Linked DNA regions of Mus musculus: region 1 is linked to region 2. The links are chromatin contacts, called in public Hi-C maps. All regions are on one chromosome and are shown on one strand. The core of a region is the stretch at or near the end of the contact, and the rest is flanking DNA. Distances in the headings are between cores, read along the strand shown.

Region 1 (3,490 bases), core at 97-2,596, 240 kb after region 2:
TGTGCCAGTTGCTGCATGCTAGACCCTAGCCCTTCAATCTTTGCCTTCCAGTTGGGTAGGGCCATAGTTGTGGGACCACGAACACTAAACCTGGAGAGGGAGAAAACCTAATCTTTATCAATTGGGAGTAAGTGCAAGCTCGGAAAATAGTTCTGTGACTGTTAGAACTAGATAGAGGTTACGGTAGCATAGAAACATAGCAGAGGAGAGGCCACCTAGGTAGGGGACCTACTGAGTCAAGGTGAAGAGGGAAAATATGGAACCTGGAACATGCTGAGAAATCACTGAGGTAGACATTGGAGACCAGGAGAATCTCAGCCCAGGTTCAAGTTCTTTGTGTGAAATTAGGTAAGCCAATCTCCTCTCAGAGCTGTAGGAAGGAATTGTGGGTGATCTTTTACCATTCCTATTTTCCATAATTAGCTCCTGAAATCTTTCCAGCCACTATCCTGTGCAAAGTCCAACGACACCAGTTATAGCTTTCTGGTGACTTTGACATTTCTCTTTAAAGACACACCAAATGACATCAACTTCTCTTGTACTAGCAAGCTAGTTAGGCCGAGGGCCATTACAATGAACCTTACTTCACAAACCCAAAGGGCACACATGTATGTATAAAACTTGTGTGTGCTGCTTGTGGTGGGGAGTGCTGCTTCCTCCTGGCTTTTTGGTTACTTCTGGCCAGTGTATGATGGAGAGTGTCAGCCCAGAATCAGTCAGTTATGTCCTGGTCAGAGTTGTCCCATGCCTGACTTTAGCCAGTGTCCAAGATACATGTAATTTGTCCCCATGGCCTGGGTGGCTGTTTATGGTTACCCAAGAGGAGGTGGAAGGATCTCCAGAGTTGTTTTTCTTTGATTTCCTGACTCGTATTTCTCCTGTAAAACCTTTTAAAAACTAATTTTGTGAAGAATCCAAAGCCAAAAGCATCTGGTTTGTACTGGTTCTTGCCTCTGCTGTCACCCAGTGCCCAGCTCTATGCTTTTAACTATGGTGAATAAAACTACAGTTTATATCTTTGCATGTATAAGCTCTAAAGGACACTGATAATTTATTCCTTGGCTACACATTTGTGACCACTTCATGACCAGCTATAATGCTTTGAGTAGACAGGGGGAAGCTAACTTTGATTGGGTGACATTGCTGTCCTGACCCAATGTTCCTATGTACCACATGAGATAAGGGTCTTGATTAGCATTGTTATGCCTATCTTACAGGTGAAAAATCCTTAGATCTACTTTTAAGGTTGATAATCTCATGTTCAATCACCCTAGTCTTTGGATCAAGTGATGAGAAATGATCACCTTCTCGGTAGTCCCTGTGAATAGCTTTGATCGTTACTTTTCCTTCCTGTGTGTTTCTTACCTTTGGTGACACAGAAAGCACCTGTTTTACTTTCCTTCTTATTCATCTAAGTAGTTTGAAGAAAACTGTTTGCCTTTAATGAAAAGTTGCTCCAGTAGGTTCTAAACGGTGAGGGTAGAAACTCTTGAATACCTACTGTCTACACACATCAGGCACCACACACATATCACACACACATCAGGCACACACACACACACACACACACACACACACACACACACACACACACCAGCAAAGCCTAAAGCTCTCAGGTACATTCATACACTTAGCCTGGAGATGGAACTCTATCAGTTTACAGAAAGTCAGGCAAGCAGATAGATTAAATCTGTCAATGGTAGATAATGGCAGAGTGTCTATGGTAGGGCCATTTGGGCAGTTACTGCTCTTTGACACAGTACATACCTTTCAACCTTGTCTCCCCTATAAAGACCACTTACCTCTTTTCCTGGAGTCTGTCCTGGTCCCCTTGTGTAGAGGTTGAATTGAGTATTACAAAAGACTTCCTGATGCCCTAATCTCCAGTGTCCCAGACTGTGAGTGTAGTTGGAGACGGGACCTTTTAAGAGGCAATTGAGAGAAAAATGAAGTCATTCTTGTTGGATCCAATCCCAGGATTGATGTTCTTTTAAGGAAAGAAATTGTAGACACATAGAAGAAAGCTCAGAACACAAGGCAATACCAGGCATGTGTGTTCACAGGAGAATGGCCATGGAGAGCTCTGATGAAACAGCTATGGAGAAATGTCAGGTGAAAGCAAGCCCCTGGCTCCTCCCCCTTGCACTTCTGCCCTCCAGAACTGTAAGAAAATAGACATCTTGTGTCTAAGTCACCCAGTCAGTGACAGTCTGTGCATGAACTTATGCATTCTTTAGACAAACTTTCTAACCCCAAGAAGAAGTAATTTCTCCTCCACTGAAAACATATACTACACTTAGAAATGGTTCCCTTTCCTTTTGCCTGTCTGTCTGATTGTGCATGACTCCTTTTCTAGCTATGACCTTCCCTTAAGTTGACTCATCTGTAATTAGATAGAGTTTGTTTAATCAGCAGGAAAACCTCTCCTGGCTCTTAAGTTGTCACGGACTCTTCTTATCTTACTTCACAGGGGACTGGGAACATAGTAGGTATCCAACCAGTGCTGGTTCTTTTCTCACTGCTCCTCCGTCTTTTCTGAAACTCTCTGATCAAAGAGACCTTAAATGTACACAGATGACATGCCAGTTTGCAGGGCTTCATAAAGGGCTGGAGCTGATATCTAAAGAATATCATCTCACCGTTCTAGAAGTCTAAAGTCTAGCACCAAGTTTTCAATGAGGTTAGCTGCTTGTATAGGACTGTAAAGGGGGGAAAATCTGTCCTGTGATATTCTAGCTCCTGCTGGCTTGCTGTCCATCTTTGGCATTCTTTGGCTTATAGAACATTTGCCCAGTCTGCTTTTATCTTTACATGCATTCTACATCTGTCTATATTTTATCTTGGGATAAAGATTCCAAGCATGCCAGACAGTGATCAACCATGGTGACTATATCTCAACTAATTGCATCTGCAGGAAAGCTGTGTTCAAATGAGTCAGATTCTGAGGCAGTAATGGTTACTATCTAGTTGTATAGACTGTGGGGAGGGTATGGGCTGGCACAGTTCAGGCCTAATAGTCATTTTAGCTGACACCAAAATCTCACTTTGAACAACCAGCCACCTTCCTAGTCACTCTGTGTGGACGGCTTAAACCTTCATTGTTTTCTTCTTCTTCTTCTTCTTCTTCTTCTTCTTCTTCTTCTTCTTCTTCTTCTTCTTCTTCTTCTTCTTCTTCTTCTTCTTCTTCTTCTTCTTCTTCTTCTTCTTCTTCTTCTTCTTCTTCCTCTTCTTCTTCTTCTTCTTCTTCTTCTTCTTCTTCTTCTTCTTCTTCTTCTTCTTCTTCTTCTTCTTCTTCTTCTTCTTCTTCTTCTTCTTCTTCTCCTTCTCCTCCTCCTCCTCCTCCTCCTTCTTTCCCTCCTCCTCCTTCTTCCTCTTCTTCCTTCTGTTTCCTCCTCTTCCTCTTCCTTCTCCCATCTCCTCCTCCTTCTCCACCTCCCCCCTCTCTTCTTTTCTCTCTCCTCTCTGTATCTGGCTCTCTGTCTGTCTGTCT
Region 2 (3,109 bases), core at 599-3,098:
ACAATGCCCATGGTATTTTGACACTCTGTGGATATCTGTTGAATAAATGAGAAGCTGCCATTATACCAAGATTTTTTGGTAGAAAATGTACAATTGATGAAATAGCTTTAAAAAAAAAGAAGAGGGAAGCCTTAATGGATTTCTCCTTGTTTGCCTATGTCTTTCTGAAATAGTTTAAAATGAGCTTTGCAAAGCGTCATCAGTGGGGACGGAGAGTGAGAAGCTGTCAGGGAGCTGGGAGGTTGTTTTGTTATCTACAGAACTGACTACAGCCCATGAGACGCCACTGTAGATGTCGGGCTTGAGAAAGGCAGGCAGATTGAGAAAAGCTTTAGAAAAAAGAAGGAATGACCCAAATGTGCGTAATTGAATCTTCATTGAGGTCTAAGGTATCCAGGAAACACTGTTTTTTTTCTTTGAACCTGAAATTCAAAGTGAAACTTAGGGTAAACATGAGTCACTGGGCGATATGAACTCAGGCAGTTCCCACAGCTTTTGGGATCTAGAAGTTACAAAACATCTTGACCTGCTGAACTCTGATGTGATAAAAGACCCAGGGATGGAATGGCTGTGAAATCATGAGGTTGTGCAGGGTATATAAGTTTACACACCTGTTAACCTATTCCAGAAAAAGGTTGGCTTGGGCCTTGCTTTTACATGGGCACTGCACATGTAATTAGGAGTGTGAAGCAGTCTCCATAGAGGGGGGGAAAACAAAAATAAATGGCTTGTAACAGGAGAGTGCTGTGCTAAGTGCAAACATAGGTGGTACAAGAATCATATGTGAAGAAGCAGAGATGCCTGAGCTATATTCAAGAAGTATGAGGAAGGTGGGAAGACACAAGCCAGAAAGGATTCCCAGACAGAGGACAGCACATTTGTTTGGATGACTCCAGCAGTGCCCATTGGCTTAGCAACAGGAATTCACACCTTTCATTTGTGTGTTGTTCCAGGTGGCTTTGGTGGCAGAGGGATCAGGAGTGAGTGTAGGGAGGTGGCAAGCCTTGCTGGTGACCCATCAGTAGAGAACAAGAGTAGGGACCCCTGAACACTTTTCTTTAATTCTAGAGCCTTTCTGTAGTGTCCGTTCTTCCTTTGAAACCACAATGATTCCTAGATGCCATTAGGAGAAGACCTATTGACATAAGCATGGTTCTAACATGGGGATCCTAAGCTATGCACCCGTACCCTGAATTTTAATTCTTGCATTAGGCGCTGGCCATGACACCATGCTTAGATCACACAAGCTCTGAGAAAGTCAGTTTATGTGTTCATAAATTGGGGGTGGTGATGCATACACACTTTGCAGATTTGTTTGTTACAAAGTCATCAGTGAGTGGGTGGGGCAGAACCCTGTAGTTTGCACTGTTATTTTGTTTGGGTCTGGAGAACACTGTTCATTTTCCTCACCTTATTCAGAATTTCTCCAACAAGTTTGAAAAGTGAGTGAGAATCTTTATTCACCTTTTGCAGATGGAAAGAAAAAAAAAAGAATTGAGCCAAATGAACATAGGCACTTAGCTGGAACACTGGAGTTGGACATGAGCCTCAGAAAACACTAGACAGAGAGACATATCTACCCCTTTACTGAATTTCCCATGCAATGATAGTTTTCCCATACTCCTTCTCCTGTCTCTGCCAAATCAGTCTGACTTGTAAGGACATATAAACATCACCTCAGATCCTATCTGATTTATTGATAAAGATGGAACCAAAATACCTCCCAGGCTGCAGGAGCTGGTTACTAGGAACCAGCCCTGCCCTTCTACCTTCCCGAGATCAGTGTAGAGTAACTCTTAAGCCTTTGCAATAGAGCTGGTTGGGGTTGGTTAGTGACAAGCAGTCTGACCTTTGTGGTTTCGTGTTTGTCTTATGACATCTCTGTGCTTCGGTTTCCTTAGTGATTCAAAGGAAGCAATTAGACACACAAGTCAAATCAAGCTATTATTCATTCAAGAGCAGGAATGAAGTTAGTGTGGGAAACATGCATATACATACAGGATGTGATGTAATATAGAACAGGATGTGACATCATGTGGAAGAAAGATGTTCAGTGGTATTAAGGAAACAAATATTTCTTAGTGTTGCCTCTCTGGACCTGAGGAATGGGAGGGTACACAGTACTTACAGACTTACAGACTCTATGGACCACTGGTTTCAGTATAGACGTAGCCTATCACAGACTAGAATTCTACTTTGCTTACATAAGAGAAGTTGAACTCTATCTTTCTGACACGGGGAAACCTTGGATGGCAGGATGGTCCTGGAATCTGTCCTAAAAGACACAGTATCTCTGTCAGTCCTGTGCCTTTATTTGTTGATGTTGGAGGAGACCTGAGTAACGTAAGCAGGAGAAGTTTTAAATAACCACGGTGAAGAGAATCTTTTTTTTCCAAGAAATAAACATTAAAATACCACAATGAGAGGAGAGGACATTCCTCAGTTGGCAGAATGTTTGCTTGGTATGGGCAAAGTTCTGGGTTCAATTTTCAAAAACACATAAACAGAGCAAAAGAGTTCATTCTCATTATCCCACGACTTCAGAGATAAAGGCAGGAGGACTGGATTCTCAGACACAGCAAGTTCAAGACCAGTCTGGTGTATATGACACCCTTTCTCAAAACAAGAAAGCAAGCAAACACCAGCAGCAGCAGCAGCAATAGTAAACACCTTGAACTTGACAAGCACTCAGGGCTTAATGTGTCATTAGGATTGTTGGAGCATGTTCCTTTACAGAGAAGATGGCCTCTAAAGGTGAACAACTGTACATGTGAAACTGGAGGGACCAACGAGGAGCTGTGAGTTGAAAATGAAGCAGAATGGGCCAGCACTTTTGAGATACCTGCACACAGCCATATCCTCTTACACAAAACTGGCAAGTTCCCACTTAGCTCCAGCCACCCACAGTGCATGGAGGAGCAGGCTCAGAGCCGGAGCAAGAACTATCAGGAAGGTACAGGCTTGGGTGATGCCTGCTTACTGTGATCCCAGAGTGCAAAGCCACCCTTAGGCTATAAGAAGATTAAATCTGCTCTTAATCCTTTACCTACCGTCTAATCTTCCTCCCATGACTTGGAGCTGATGTGTGCTTGCGTTGGACCTATTTTCC

What was found. Hi-C and Micro-C count contacts between places; a contact is called where the count stands out from the background.
Region 1: a contact with region 2 is called in a Hi-C map of embryonic fibroblasts, with 2.7 times the contacts expected there. The contact joins two enhancer-like sites. A contact is called at or near these places in 2 of 39 promoter capture datasets (the C10 cell line and cranial neural crest), 2 of 484 Hi-C or Micro-C datasets (CD4 T cells and embryonic fibroblasts) and 1 of 115 datasets of contacts at active chromatin or transcription factors (cardiomyocytes).

What each region holds. Positions count from the first base shown.
Region 1 is chr12:15,928,212-15,931,701 of GRCm38.p6, reverse strand. No RefSeq gene overlaps it. Among named protein-coding and RNA genes, the nearest start is that of Gm46335, 33 kb to the right of the region's middle. Within about 2 kb of position 1,346, at least 9 of the 459 cell types and tissues checked have an H3K27ac peak or open chromatin away from gene starts, as enhancers often do.
Region 2 is chr12:16,169,135-16,172,243 of GRCm38.p6, reverse strand. No RefSeq gene overlaps it. Among named protein-coding and RNA genes, the nearest start is that of Gm48606, 62 kb to the left of the region's middle. Within about 2 kb of position 1,848, at least 43 of the 459 cell types and tissues checked have an H3K27ac peak or open chromatin away from gene starts, as enhancers often do.